5 separate regions of the Mus musculus genome follow, and regions 1, 2, 3 and 5 are each linked to region 4. The links are chromatin contacts, called in public Hi-C and promoter capture Hi-C maps. All regions are on one chromosome and are shown on one strand. Each heading gives the region's core, a stretch centred on a gene start, on an enhancer-like site or on the middle of the called end of the contact. The rest is flanking DNA. Distances are from core to core; before and after follow the strand shown.

Region 1 (2,796 bases), core at 153-2,652, 150 kb before region 4:
AACCCAGCTGTGGTGACACATGCCTGTAACCCCAGCGCTTGAGAGCCTGAGGTAGGAGAACGTCAAATTCAAGGCCAGCCTGAGCCACATATTGTGGCCTCTGCTTTTTTGTTTTTGTTTTTTGTTTATAGGATTTACTTGTTTATTTCATGTATATGAGTACACTGTAGCTGTCTTCAGACACACCAGAAGAGGGCATTAGAACCAATTACAGATGGTTGTGAACCACCATGTGGTTGCTAGGAATTGAACTCAGGACCTCTGGAAGGGCAGTCAGTGCTCTGAACCTCTGAGCCATCTCTCCAACCTGGTCCCATTTTGAAAACTTTGTGTTTATGGGTGTTTTGCCTGCATTGTGTCCTGATTCCTGTGGACGGCATCCGATCCTTTAGAACTAGAGTCCTAGATAAGCTGTCACATTGGTGCTAGGAATTGAACCCAGATCTTCTGGAAGAGCAGCCAGTGCTCTTAACCATTGAGCTATTTCTCTAGCCCCTTTGTCCCCATAAAGAAACAAACAAAAAAATATGAGTTGGGAATGTAGTTCAATGGTAGAACACTCTACTAATGCTCTGCCTGTGTTTAATGCCTCGGGGCAGGGGGAGGGGCAATAAAAGCCTAACAGCAGATATCCATATAGTAAGATCTCCCTATGTTGTGCTGCATTTAACCCTTCCATGACCCTATGAAGATGATGTTCCATTCCTATTCTCAAAATGAGAAAACAGATATAGATAAGTGGTTAAAGCAACCCAGCATCTTATGGCCAGTCGGGAGTGAAGCTGAAACTGAAATAAACCTGGCACCTGTGCAGGCTGGGAAGTTATTAACCACAGCTTGGCCTCCAGCTCTCCGAATCTATTGGAAACAAAGGAAAAGTGGTGAGTTTGCTGGAAATACTGTGTGTTTAGAATGCTTCTCAAGGCTGTTAACATTTCTCAGGTTCTGACATAAAGCCGGTTCTCTCCAGATTTTCGTTTTTGTAGGAGCAAAATGAGGTTTGGATTCTTGGTGGAGGTGGCTTTTGAACTCAACAAGGCAATGCCAGCATGTTGCAAAATCTCAGAGCTGTCTGGTTTCCTGGACCTTGCAACATCGGTTGAACGAGCAGCAGGTGAAGGTTTGTATTCATTCTTTAATGAGTCACTTCACTAGGAGAAGTTGTTGAAATGAGAGTCTCTCTGAAGGAGAGACAAGAAGGAAGAAAATGAAGAGAGTCATGGGTCAAAGTGAGTCTTGTGAGACCCAGACGTGGCCAGTGGCTGTTTCAGCAAGAATACGGATGTGGCAGGGGACTGGCAGATAGCCAAGCTGGGGTTAAGAGAGTTGTGGTAGTCAATAGTATGTAGTGATTAGATAGAGACCAAGACAAACAGCCTAAGGAAAGGACGGTTTGGGCTCTGTGGTTTCAGTTTTGGGTCCAAGGCTACTGGTCCGCTGGTTCCCTTCTGGGATGCATGAAGCAGAAACCTAGGGCATACAAGCTTGAGAGAATTGATTTTTAAGCCTCCTGAAAAATGGGAGGGAAAATACAATGTACAAAATAAGATTGTTTCTCAACGTGATAAATTATGCTACCTGGCTAGACTCTTGCTCACCTCTACCTCCACTTATCCTGAAGCCCAGAGGGCCAGGTGGCATACACTTTTAATGCAGAAATTTGGGAGATGGAGACAGAAAGATCAAATTAAGGCCATATTCCCCTACATTGGGAGTTTGAAGTCAGTTTGGGCTACAGAGACCTCATCTCAACAAACAATAGGAGAGTGGCTCTTCTGTAGAAGAGTGGAGGTAAAGGTGAGCAAGAGTTCACTAGGCAGCATAATTTATCACGTTGAGGAACAATCTTATTAATTGATTAAACCTTCTTATCCTTATAAAGGTCAATATGAAAATGCCTGACTGCATCTGTCTGAGCTGCTGTAACAAAACCCTTAAAACTACATCTCATGCCAGGTGTGGTGGTGCACACCTTTAATCCTAGCACTTGGGAGGCAGAGGCAGGCAGATTTCTGAGTTCGAGGCCAGCCTGGTCTACAAAGTGAGTTCCAGGACAGCTAGGGCTATACAGAGAAACCCTATCTCGAAAAACCAAAACAAACAAACAAACAAATAAACAAAACAACTACATCTCTTACAAACAGCAGAAAATCTATTTCTTACAGCGCCCAAGGCTGGGAGTTCTAAGATGAAGGTGGCAGCAGGTTTTTTAACCCAGTGATGGCCCAGTTTCTGGTTCATAGCTGGTGCGTGCTTCTGTGCCTCCATATAGTGGAAGGGGCTAGCTAACTTTCTAAGACATCTATTATAAGGTCACTATTCCTCATGACCTCTGTCATCGTGACCTATCACCATCCAAAGGTTTGATCTCCCAGAACCATCACTTTGGGGGTGAGCAGGGGATTAAGACTTCAGCATGTTAATGGGGCAGGACACACAACCGTCTACACCACAACACTGCATGCTCAGAGAACTTAAGAGCAGTATATTGGTCAATTTTACTGCTGTGATCAATTACATGAGAAAACAACTACAAACTTCTTACTTTCCTGTGAGTTAAGCATCCCAGCAATTTACAGGCTTTGTGTTAGTGAAGACATAGAATTAAAGAACAGAGAACACATCCCATACTCCTATTTTATCTGAAGGCGATCAGCGGTTGTGAACCTTTATAAATCTAAAGAAGGATTACTTAGCAGTTGGAGCGGCCATTCCTGATTGTCAACTTGATTATATCTGGAGTGAACTACAATCCAGAATTAGAAGGCTCACCTGTGATTCAGATCTTGCGGCTGG
Region 2 (2,712 bases), core at 69-2,568, 170 kb before region 4:
AGAAAGGCTACCCCAGTGACTCATTTGTTTAGCTCTTTATTTTTAAAGGAAAAGGTGACCCTAGTAACTCTCTCCAGTTCCTCTTTCCACCGTGCCTGGTGAATGTGGGTGAAAGGGTAAAAGAAAAAAGTGACCAGGGTGGCCCCAGGATGGAGAAGTCTTCCACATGACCAGTTTTCAGGCCCCATCAAACACCCTGGGAGACAGGTCCAAATTCGTTAATTACCCAAGTAATGGCTGATGAGCACAAGTATGAAACAGAGACAGGGCTGTCTGCGAGACACAGAGCCGCTAAGCACTAACTGCAATGGATAAAATGTCACCCATTCCTAAAGCCTAGACTGTTTGCCATCTGCTCTGCCCTGCCCTGCCCTGCCCTGCCCTGCCCTACCCTACCCTACCCTGTCCAGCCCAGGAAGGAGAACACAATAGACCTCTCACCCACTTCTCATCCCCAGGCTCACTCCGTTTCAAAGGCTGCGCGGGCAAGCCTACAAAGCCAGCCTCTTCTGCGGTGCTTTTACGCATTTCTATTTCTTTGTCAAGTGCGAGGGAAACAGGGCTCAACATAGACCGGGTGCGTAGAGGGGTGTGGAGAATTGCTAAGGATAGAACGGAAACGCAAGGCTTTTCTACAAAGTCGAGATCTGTAGACTTACAGGTTATTTAAAAGGAAGAGTCACCTCAAGTCTCCACATCCTGCCAACCCGGGGAGGCAAACAAGAGCTGTGTTCTGCAGGCTCGGCGCCAACGCAACTCTCCCCACACAGGGTCCGCAATGGGAGGGTGGCCTAGAAAGACACCACACACACACACACACACACACACACACACACACACTAGCCTGCCTCACCTTCTCGATCGTCTGGTCTACCGCCTTCTGAAAGACTCGAGCCACTAGCAGCGTGACGCTGGTCACCAGCAGCAGCAGAGACAGCGTCCCCGCCGTGTAGAAGCAGCATCTGCCCATACTGCGCGCAGCTCACCGGCCAGGCCTGGGACCGAACGGCGAGCTGGAACAAGCCTCCGCCAAGGCCGAGCAGCAGCCGCCCAAAGCCCGGGGCCCCTGCGGCTCCCGCACCTTCTCCGTGCGTGTTCAGCCGCTGCCCGCGCAGTGCGCACAGCCCTGGAGTAGATACCGGAATGAGCAGCAGAGCCGGTGCGATCGCGAGTGCCGGGGCCGCCTGGCTTTCGTTTTCTCCGGCTGCTGCAGCCAGGGAGGTGCAGGGAGCGCGCAGAGCGGTGACGCGGGCTGGTGGGGCTCGCCAGCAAGCCGCGGCGGCGGTGATGGTGACGGCTGGCGACTGCGCCGGGAAGCGGGAGGGGCCGGGCGGAGGCCTTCAGTCATGTGCCCTGCAGCGGCCCCTGCGATTCGGCGGGGTTGCGCCTGCATCCTCTCCCTGCAGGCGGCGCGGTCATCCAGGGAACTGAAATCGCCCTTCCCCATTCGCTCTGCCGCTTTCTTTCTCCTTCAGATCTCTGCTGAGGGCCCACGGTGGGCCAAGCATGGGGAACCCCGGCTGGACGCGCGGTTTCCCTTACTCCAGAGGATCTCCCGAGTTCCTTGGAAGATTTAAGTACAATGTAACTAATGCTTTTACAAGGTGCCTGCTGACTTGTGCCTGATTTGTACCTGCAGAGCCTTGTTGGGTTGAACTGGGTCTTCAGGAATAAGTCAGAGTGTGTCCTCAAGAAAGTGAGGAGGAGGCGTTTGCCTCCGCAGACTGAAGGCAAGGGAGTTAACTGTTGAGTAGTCTAGGCCTTATGCTGTAGGGTTTGTGGTGCCAAGCCCTCGGAGATCAGATTTTGAAAGGCTCTGTGTCCTGATAAAGGGCGTTAACAGAGAAGCAAGTCAAGTAGAGCAGGTGTTTGTTGTCTATTTTGTCATCATCAGTTGAATAAGGGTTAGTTCCGTGACTGGCACACACATACAGACACACAAACACGCGGCAGCCCTATTATGAAGCAGAAAGAAGTGCTGTACAGGTTGTAAGAGGAACTGGAGTTGGGATGTGGGGGGTGGGGTGTGATTTCGTTAATGGGAAAAGGCAAGTAGGGAAGCTGGGTGCAAAGTAATACCTACAAGTTCAGCAAAGCCGTGGGGAGAGAGTAGTCCTTGAGGCAAACTGGCATGTCCCCAAATTCTGACATATCTCAGATGTAGACCTGCCTTAAATATCCCTGTTGTGCTTAATCAGCGGACTGGGAGCAACCTTGAGAAGTTAGTCTTTACCAGCTTGGGATAGATTTCAGTCGTGTTCAACAGCTGAGAGGCTCATCAGTCACTAATGCCATCTGCAGGGGAAGATCTGAACTGACATTTTCTTGGCCAGGCCAGTGTCCTTATCATTAAGGAGTCAGCCCACCAGGATGGAAAACACTCAAATAATCGTGACACTGGAGGCAGCCTGTACCATAGAGGGAGACCTTGTCTCAAAAGAGGAAAGAAAACAAGCAAAATAGAAGCACACAAAAGAAGCTCTGTCTTAAAATTGAAAAAATAGATAAAGGAAAAAACCCAGCAGAGTAAAATAAAATCTAAAAGAAAATGGGGGGGGGGAGGTATGTGCAATGAAAAAAATGAATTTAGATGAAAGTTACACTGTTGCTGGTGTACTACATAGTTAGTTAGACTCAGGACAATTGCACCTGCACAGATTTCTCTCTCTCCTCTCCCTCTCCCTCTCCCTCTCCCTCTCCCTCTCCTCCTCC
Region 3 (2,872 bases), core at 180-2,679, 190 kb before region 4:
CCCAGACTGGCTTTAGTTTCACAAATCCTGGGATTACAGGCCTGGCTAAGATCTGGCTTTATCTTATTTCCTGACCTCAAGCCTAAACTAGCTGAGGGCAGAGGGGCAGTAAGCTGAAGAAAGCAGACTAGGTATACACTTGAATTACAAGAACGTCTCTTCCTATACATCTCTCGTATACGGTTTTTGACAGTCTATCAGAAACTATTCATCCAATGCCTAGAAACTGTACCAGGAACTTAAGCTACTTTAAACCAGTGTTGGAATTATGAGAGTGGAGAACCTGGAAATAATAATTACTTCATCTTCCAGAGATCGCTTTTTCTGGTCCAAAACTTTCTAGAAAAAGGCAGGGCAATAACTGTTTCTTCTCCACAAACGCCCCGAGGAAACCTGTACTGGAAGAAACCTGTACTTTCCATTGGACAGCACAGAGGTATCACTTAAGAATGGAGTGGTCATTACAAAGTGAGTTCCAGGACAGCCAGGGCTACACACAGAAACCCTGTCTCGAAAAAAACAAAACAAAACAAAGAATGGAGTGGTCAGCACAGGAAACACCTAATAACGGAAGTCATTAGGGATGAAATCAGCAAACTAAACCGGAAAATTCAGCTCTTCAGCATGTAACCAGCTGAGTTGGCTGTTGACTTCTCGAAACAGTGTAGCATTTACCTTGCCTAGCACGTGGAAGGCTCTAAACTCAATTCCTGGAAGTTGGAGGGTTGGAGGAGTTGGGAGTGGGCAACACAAATCTGGCTTGGGTCTGGAGAGGCTACTTGAAAGCATTACTGTAAATGGAGAAGGGACTGTTGCCAAGGGCAAAAGCTAATAGGGATGTTTTGTTTGCAGGAGTCTCAAGGGTTAGGCTTAAGTTTCATTCCCTGGGAGGAGTGGTCAAGGCTAGAGAACAGTGTCAGGAGAAGTGGGGGTGCCTAGGAGTGGCCGTATCAGCCAGTGAGCAGAGGGCCTCACCTGGAGGCCAGCTATGGTCCAGCATGGGGGAGGGAAGTTCTGTACAGAGAAGAAAGGACTTGGGATCTCACTTATATGTTAAAAAGATCATCTACAAAATTACAACCCCCCCCCCCCAGAACCTCCTGCAAGGGAGAGCTGAACAGCTGGGTAAGCAGCTGGGTTTATACCACTTGGTTTCAGCCAGCTCTGGCAACCCAAGGTATAAAAAATACAAAGTGGGGGGACTTTCCAGAAAGAAAGAAGGCAGAACTCCTTCCAGAAAGGGTGGAAGCCAGATTTCTCGGGCATCTCTAAACTTGTCTTTCTGAGGTTTAGGATAAAAATAAGCCTTTAGAAACCCCGTCTCCTTAAACAGAGCAAATGAAAACACTCCTGGCTAGCACTGAAACAGTCCTTGACAGCTTGCCTGCGTCACCGTTGGTAGCGGACTCTGGCACACCCTGGTGTTCTCCCTGTGGTCAGCCTGACCCATGGCACCTCTCTGCCCTGACTACTTAGAACCGACGCCATCTGAATACACTGTTCTGTTCTCTTTCATAGTCTCAAAACCTCCCCCAGTTTCTATAAAGTTCTTGTATGTTTGTTCTGTGTCATATAGCTGCAGGTTAGGCTAGTCAAGGAGCCCTCTGTAAATCCCAGAAGAGGCCCTGGGCCTTGTGTGTGTGTGTGTGTGTGTGTGTGTGTGTGTGTGTGTCTAAATATGTGTGTCTATGTGTCTGTGCATGTGTGTATGTATGTGTACATGTACGTCTGTGTGTTTGTATCTGTATGTTTCTGTGTATGTGTATGTGTGCATGTGTGCATGTGTGTGTGTGTGTGTGTGTGTGTGTACATCCATGTGTGTTTTGTGCATGTGACTAAGGGGGAACAAGAGAGCAAAGAGAAGCTGTATATGCAACTGCCGACATTTCTAAAAGCAGTGTGTCTTTATCTTTATCTTTTCCTGCATCGGCTCACAAACAGTCACGCTGCCAGCACAGCCAGCTGCCTACTGGGTACCTGCCAGACTCTGGGGCTGTGCTAGAGGCCTCATTGTATCTGAGCTTTAAGTATAGGTCCTACAAGATAAGAATTTCCAGTTTTGCAATTTGTATCGAAGTCAAACACCAAAAGAGCAATGGAAAGAAAACTCCAATTTTGTAGACAAAGAAACAAAAGCACAGACTTCTGCAAGTTGCAAGCCAGTATGTTAAATCATGTCTGGACAAGCCCTGGTCTACAGTGTAGCAAAGCCCAGGTTTGCTTACCATACAGCCTGCTGCAGTGACCAGATTTAGCAAATACAATCATCTTTCATGGAAACAACAGTTTCTTAAGTATAATTATGTCCCAGATATTACATGAACTACATAGAAAATGAATCTTTTAAATTTTAAATTTTAGAATTTAATCTTTTAAATATATATACACACATATATATTAATTTCTAAAAAAAGTATTTGTATTGGAGTTTTGCCTACGTGTATATCTGTTACACTACATGTATGCCTGATACCCAAGGTCAGAAGAGGGTTCAGGATTCCCTGGCACTGGTTACAGATGATTGGGAGCTCCTGTGTGGATGCTGGGAATCAAACCCAGATCCTCTGAGCTATTTCTCCAGCCCAGAAAATGATTTAGTCTTTACAGAGGCATCTGAAGGATTTGGTGACAAAGTGTTGTGATATCTGCAACTTATATGGAAATAATTACCAAAAAAAAAAAAAAAAAAAAAGAGGGGGGGGGGTGTCAGAGAGCTATGACCAGACGGTAACAACTGATAGCAGGAAGTGAACGGTAACATCATATGCACAAATACTAAGATAATTACTTTGCTGTTCACTTGGGATGTAAATTAAACTGGGTTTTATAGCTAGCATCCCTACCCTCAAGGAACCATAACATAGAAAGCATA
Region 4 (2,700 bases), core at 53-2,552:
CTCTCTACATAGCCCTGGCTGGCCTGGAGCTCTCTATGGAGACCTCACAGAGATCTGCCTGCCTCTGCCTCCTGAGTGCTAGAATTCAAGGTGTGCACCACCACACCAGCTTTAGATTCTAGAGTTTTAAAGTGGATCACTCTAATACAGAAGAACAGAGTCACCCCCGAAACTAAAACAGCAAGCAAAGGCCTTGTAGATACATCAAATAAATCTTTAACAACTACATTTAGAGGGTAAACAGCCTCTAAATGTAGTTCACACTCAACTAAAATGAATAGATAACTGTATTAAAATTTAAAATATGGGACTGGAATGATGGCTAGGCCTTAGAGCACTTGCTGCCAGTGTCCAGGTCCCAGCACCTGCATGGCTGCTCAAAACCTTCTGTAAGTCCAGTTCCAGGGAATCCCACAACCCCTTCTAGCCACCACAGGCATCAGGCACCCACATGGTGCCCTTACACACAGGCAGGCAAAATACTAAATTAACATAAAATAAAAATACATCTTTAAAAAAATGAAAAACGTGGCACAGAGGTTGGCATTTCAGATCTCTGCCTCAACTTTCCCACTCCCATAGACCATAGGTATACACACATTAGCAGCCCTGTCTAACTCACCCTCTGGGAAGATTCAACACTCTGGACCTTTTTTTCTTATGTAGTTATCAGCCAAAACACACCGAGGAACAGCCCACACCACTTACTTGTTTTCTGCATTCCCGTGACCTTAAAGCCAACCTGACATTTAACAGGAGCAATGCCTAGGACCGCTCAATTGGGGACTTCTGCAAGTGTTGTGGGAAAGGAGGCTGTTGCTGAGGTGGAAAGTCTAGGACCTGAAGTGGATTATCAAGAGGCTACAGTCACACAGTCTCATGTGGGACGAAATACTGGTGACAGCCCGAGACTCCACTGTCTGTCCCCACAGTTTCCCATCTCTTCCAGAGATTCCCAGGAGCCAGGCCGGAACAAAAGTGAGCAGGGAGCAGTCCTGTTGGACTCAAAGAATTCTGCAAGTGACTCTGCAGTCACGAAGACCCAGGTTTCCCGCCACTGCCCCTGGAGAACAGGGACAGTGTACAAAGTGGAAAACAGCTGTACAAAGTGATTGGGCTGCTTCCACGTGTGACCATAAGGCCATGGAAAGTTCCAGAAGGAACAGGAGTCGATCCAGGTCCTCAAGGAGAACGACCCTTCCCTGTACCCCGAGGCGCACTCCGTCCGCATACCTGCTAACAACACCTAGCCCTAAGAGACCGGCCGCATGTCCGCGGGGGCCGCGGCCGCACCTGCGAGACCCTGTCGGCTCTCACTGCACCCGAGACCGCGACCCCGCGCAGCTACCTTACCACGGCACCCGACCGGCCACCTCGAGGCCTCGAGCTCCCTGCTTCTGCGGAGCGCAAGCCCGGTCTGACGGTTGGCGGCGAGGAACTTAGGGAGAAAGGGGGCGGGGTGTGAGGGAAGGGCGGGGCGTAAGGAGGGCGGGGCGTGAGAGAAGCCGGAAGGCTGAGGTACGAGAAAAGGCGGGGCGTGAGGAGGAGGGCTGGACCGGAGAGGGGAGAGGGGAGAGGGGAGGCTGAGGCAGAAGAAGAGGGGCGGGGCCTGAGAGAGCGCTGCCCGTGAGGGGGCGGGGCAGGCAGCCTGTAAGACCACGCCCCCGGACTGCTACGTGCTCCCCGCTCCCCTACCCCGTCGCCAAGGCAACCAGGGAGGCCCAACAAGCCACATTTCTTCGCTTACTACTGCCCTGCAACCCGGCTCCTTATCTAGCCTCACTCTCCTGTCGTCCTCACAAAGACCCCACAAAGATCCTCCCAGCTACCAAATGGCACAGATCCTCTCTGTTACCAGCGCTCAGAGAGAGGGGCAGGCTGACATCCTTATTCACATGTGCAGTCTACTCCCCCTAACCCACCCCACCCCTGCCTGTTCAAGCTAACAGAATAACTTGCATTTTGCAGCTCGCCTGTGCTTAGCCTGTGCTTTTAAGTTGCACTTCCGTCCGGACTGTTTTTTCAGGTTCAGAGTTCTTCGGATAACTGACCTTTCTGCCTTCGGAGAGCTGTTTCCTCTTCTGTGCTTCGGTTACTCTGTCGTTATAACGACTATACACTCAGACTCCAGCGTGCTGTTCAAATTAGCATCCCAAAGAAAGAGTTCCAAAGAGGCGGAAGATGAGAGATACAACCTGTAGCGTTTGTTATTGTTTTGAAGACAGAGACTCCCTACGTAGCCTAGGGTGGCCACAAACTTGGAATCCTTCTGCCTCTTAGACTATGCTCTTACAGAAGTGTATAGATCAACTTTTGCTTTGTGATGTTGGATTCTGTTAACTATCAAGGTTAAGTAGTACAACACATATACAGTGTATAAATTGACTATAAATATCAAACACTTTTATGTAATGCAGTTACAAATTGTAACCTTTTATGAAGTACCATTGAAGACTTTTGTCATACCGCTTACTGCCTTGGAAACAACTAGGACTATAGCGTCAAGTACATAAACAGGAAATTATAATCACTAAGCAGGACGATAAATGGCTAGCCTCTGTGACTAGACTGAAAACAAGTTCCAATTAGTTTCCTTTAAACCTTTTCATTTCTATCAAAACATAAGTGTGTTCTTTTGGCATAAAACATTTTAATTACCTAACACGTGACTCTTATTGCTGTCTCATTTTGTGTGTGTTT
Region 5 (2,772 bases), core at 170-2,669, 250 kb after region 4:
GGGTTACAGTACTGTGCCCCAACCACGCATGGCTTCTCTTCGTCGCCTGCAAATATGCTCTCTCCACATGGCATAGAATTCAAGGCTGCTTAAGTTTTTCTCTGAACTCTGTTTTTTGCATTTTTTTTGTATTTTGCTTTTATACAGCATGCAGGATAATGATATTAATTAGGGCACCCCCCCCCCTTCAACAGGGTTTCTCTGTGTAGCTCATTCTATAGACCAGGCTGGCCTCGAACTCACAGAGATCAGCCTGCCTCTACCTCTTGAGTGCTGGCATTAAAGGCGTGCCCCACCACCTCCTGGGTAATAGGGCATGTCATACATATCTGCCACCAGGCTTTGCCTACTGTCCCCCCTCTCGCTGCCTCCTCTCTGGACAATTGATACCTCCCTCTGCTCCCTTCTGGCCTACATGGCTTCTGAGGGGATGGTGTGTGCCAGTCTTACCTTTGCTCTTTTATGGGTAAATTCTCTCCTCTAGGCCTCTCTCAGATGTGCTAATAGTAATAATAATAATAATAATAATAGGTATTCTTTTACAGTTTCTTTTTCCACTTGTGTACATTTCAAAGTACATATAATGTACTTTAATCATATTATCTTCCATTATCCTGTCTCCTTCCCTTAAAGACCAACCCATTTTTTTCTTCCTTTTTTTTTTTGTTAATTTTATTTTTTTATTTATTTGTGGCACACTGCATTTTAGGCCTGAGCATGGATTTGGGATCACCGCGGCTGGCCTTTCTCTTTCTTCCGTCAGTTTTCCGTAGTGTGGACATGCCTGCTTCCGTGGGGCCATTTGACCTGGTCCTGCTTGTGTTCACTGAGCTCCTGGACTTGTGGTTTGTGCCCGATATGTATTTGCAGGGATTTCTCCCAGTCATAACTTCAGAGATTCCTGGAATCAGTTCCCTTTTCTCTCTGCACTCCTAAGCTTCCTGCGATACGGACAATACACCTTCTGTGGACTCAGGCCGTGGATGTTCTGGTCTGCTTTTGGTTTGGGCGCCCGACTACACCCGCCTTTTTCTCCTCGCTCCCCCCAACCCCTTTACACACAAGGTAAGGAGAGAGGAGCGGAGGGCAGCTCTGAGTATCTTCCGATTTTAAGGGAAAGATCCAGCCTTCTCATTAAGCTTTAAAGTCATCTTTGCCCATGAAAGGAAGTGTTGGCTCACCGGACCTCTGTGCATGACTGCACTCTGGCACCGTTGAGAGCCTGGCCACTTCCTTTCCTTCCCTTCCCTCACAGACTTTTCAATCCTGCTTCTACCCTCTACAATTGTGATTTCAAAGTTCTGTCAGTTACCCTTAGTGCGGAGCCCCGATCCGGGGGTGGGGGTGCTTTGGCACGGGCAGCATGCCTAGGCAAAGAACAGGTAAATGGAGCTGTCTGGGTAATGACCTAAGGCTCTGGCCGGCTTGCTTATTGATTTTCGTCCTGATTGCTATTTGTTGCCGGGCCACATAAATGGTAAGAGAAACATTCAGAAAGGCCCTCGATGCCAGAGACCACAGGGCTGGTTTTTCAGGTCTTATCTGGCATTCTGTCCTCGGAAAGTGACTGAGAGCTCACTCTTATTATCCTGATGGCCAGTCCTGTGTTAGCCAGCTGTGTTGGTGAAACTCCTCCCTGTTGTTGTAAATTTTAGTATGGAAATATTGGTAGGTAGGGAAGGAACCGGAGCTGGTGTTCTAGAAGTTTCCTAATTTTCAGCTGCTCTGCCCTCAGACCTAGACTGTACTTTTTATTGGGGTTCCAGTTATGTTAAAACTTTATTTTAATGATCAGGTGGGTTTTTTTAGTATGATTTTTCAAGAATACATTTCTCTTAACTATTTTTAGAGTGGTATTTACCTTTTTTCTTATCTCTTCAGTTTCTTATTTGTATTCTCTGCTTTTAATGGGGAGAGAGAGAATAATGAAGAGAAAGCCCCAGCACTGTGCATAGATTTACTCCGAAAGGGATTTTAGCTTCTTCAGTGTTACGAGTTTGATACCAGTTCTATTAATAGAGCAATGTGTTCTCTCTCTCTCTCTCTCTCTCTCTCTCTCACTCACACACACACACACACACACACACACACACACACAAATGCAACTGGATATTTATAAAGCGCTGTATAACATTAATTCGCTTGAATCTGAAATATTTTGGTTGCTATTTGGGCTCTCCCAAGCTTCCAAACTGACAGTCTTTGGGTTATTCTAGCTGTGCCGATAGAGAGGTTTGGGCAGCATGCACAGTAGAAGGGTGTGTGTGTGTGTGTGTGTGTGTGTGTGTTGAGGGGGAAAGAGCAGGATTGAAATACTGAGAAAAAGAACATTTTGGTACATTTTGACTAAGTTAAAAACAAACCATTGCAAATCCCCTCTGTTTAATTATACTATTTTATGTTTTTGTCTACAAACATGTTTCAGGATGGAGGGTGAGGAGAAATAAACTACATGGGAGGGAAGAGATGTGTAGACAGTTGTGGGTCAGTGTGGTCAGACCCAGTACAGGGAAAGGGGATTACCTTACCTGTTAGTCATCTGTCTGTCCATTGTTAGCAGGCTTCACTCTCTTGATTCAGTCAGCAAAGCAAAAGTCCCCAGTGTACTTTGTGAGCATGTGACATATAATAAAAAGAATGTCCCCATCCAGAAAGGACTGTATGTTCCTCTGGGGTCGTATTACTGCAGATAAATACCTTTCTTCCCACCAATCTATCTCTTTTGCTGTTTGGTATTGGGGGTAGAATCCAGGGATTTGAGCATACTGGTCA

What was found. Promoter capture Hi-C pulls out the DNA fragments that hold promoters and counts their contacts. Hi-C and Micro-C count contacts between places; a contact is called where the count stands out from the background.
Region 1: a contact with region 4 is called in a promoter capture Hi-C map of liver. The contact joins the enhancer-like site here to the promoter of Ccdc158 in region 4. A contact is called at or near these places in 4 of 39 promoter capture datasets (the 3T3-L1 cell line, 3T3-L1-derived adipocytes, liver and 1 more), 2 of 115 datasets of contacts at active chromatin or transcription factors (craniofacial prominence and microglia) and 2 of 9 other capture datasets (adipose tissue and pancreatic islet).
Region 2: a Hi-C map of pre-megakaryocyte-erythroid progenitors shows a contact between it and region 4, with 2.2 times the contacts expected there. The contact joins the promoter of Scarb2 here to the promoter of Ccdc158 in region 4. A contact is called at or near these places in 9 of 39 promoter capture datasets (the 3T3-L1 cell line, Sertoli cells, cranial neural crest and 6 more), 21 of 484 Hi-C or Micro-C datasets (LSK cells, bone marrow-derived dendritic cells, cerebral cortex and 15 more), 17 of 115 datasets of contacts at active chromatin or transcription factors (bone marrow-derived dendritic cells, bone marrow-derived macrophages, cardiomyocytes and 12 more) and 3 of 9 other capture datasets (adipose tissue, liver and pancreatic islet).
Region 3: a promoter capture Hi-C map of liver shows a contact between it and region 4. The contact joins the enhancer-like site here to the promoter of Ccdc158 in region 4. A contact is called at or near these places in 6 of 39 promoter capture datasets (the 3T3-L1 cell line, cranial neural crest, frontonasal cranial neural crest and 3 more), 1 of 484 Hi-C or Micro-C datasets (embryonic fibroblasts) and 2 of 115 datasets of contacts at active chromatin or transcription factors (embryonic limb bud and microglia).
Region 5: a contact with region 4 is called in a promoter capture Hi-C map of liver, with 9 times the contacts expected there. The contact joins the enhancer-like site here to the promoter of Ccdc158 in region 4. A contact is called at or near these places in 21 of 39 promoter capture datasets (the 3T3-L1 cell line, 3T3-L1-derived adipocytes, the HPC-7 cell line and 12 more), 1 of 15 datasets of contacts at CTCF or cohesin (the NIH/3T3 cell line), 9 of 484 Hi-C or Micro-C datasets (the C2C12 cell line, the HL-1 cell line, embryonic stem cells and 3 more), 14 of 115 datasets of contacts at active chromatin or transcription factors (embryonic forebrain, embryonic midbrain, embryonic stem cells and 5 more) and 3 of 9 other capture datasets (adipose tissue, liver and pancreatic islet).

What each region holds. Positions count from the first base shown.
Region 1 is chr5:92,523,854-92,526,649 of GRCm38.p6, forward strand. No RefSeq gene overlaps it. Among named protein-coding and RNA genes, the nearest start is that of Scarb2, 20 kb to the left of the region's middle. Within about 2 kb of position 1,403, at least 35 of the 459 cell types and tissues checked have an H3K27ac peak or open chromatin away from gene starts, as enhancers often do. A contact at or near this core is called in liver and microglia, where this site is marked.
Region 2 is chr5:92,504,339-92,507,050 of GRCm38.p6, forward strand. Scarb2 (scavenger receptor class B, member 2) reads right to left here and starts at 1,319. Exons shown (of 12, transcript NM_007644.4): 1 at 854-1,319. The coding sequence starts at 970.
Region 3 is chr5:92,487,757-92,490,628 of GRCm38.p6, forward strand. All of the region lies in intron 1 of Scarb2 (scavenger receptor class B, member 2), which reads right to left. Among named protein-coding and RNA genes, the nearest start is that of Scarb2, 16 kb to the right of the region's middle. Within about 2 kb of position 1,430, at least 125 of the 459 cell types and tissues checked have an H3K27ac peak or open chromatin away from gene starts, as enhancers often do. A contact at or near this core is called in liver, where this site is marked.
Region 4 is chr5:92,673,825-92,676,524 of GRCm38.p6, forward strand. It overlaps Ccdc158 (coiled-coil domain containing 158), which reads right to left and starts at 1,303. Exons shown (of 25, transcript NM_001360018.1): 1 at 1,234-1,303.
Region 5 is chr5:92,926,617-92,929,388 of GRCm38.p6, forward strand. The region is part of intron 3 of Shroom3 (shroom family member 3); the gene reads left to right. Among named protein-coding and RNA genes, the nearest start is that of Gm36764, 81 kb to the right of the region's middle. Within about 2 kb of position 1,420, at least 10 of the 459 cell types and tissues checked have an H3K27ac peak or open chromatin away from gene starts, as enhancers often do. A contact at or near this core is called in liver, where this site is marked.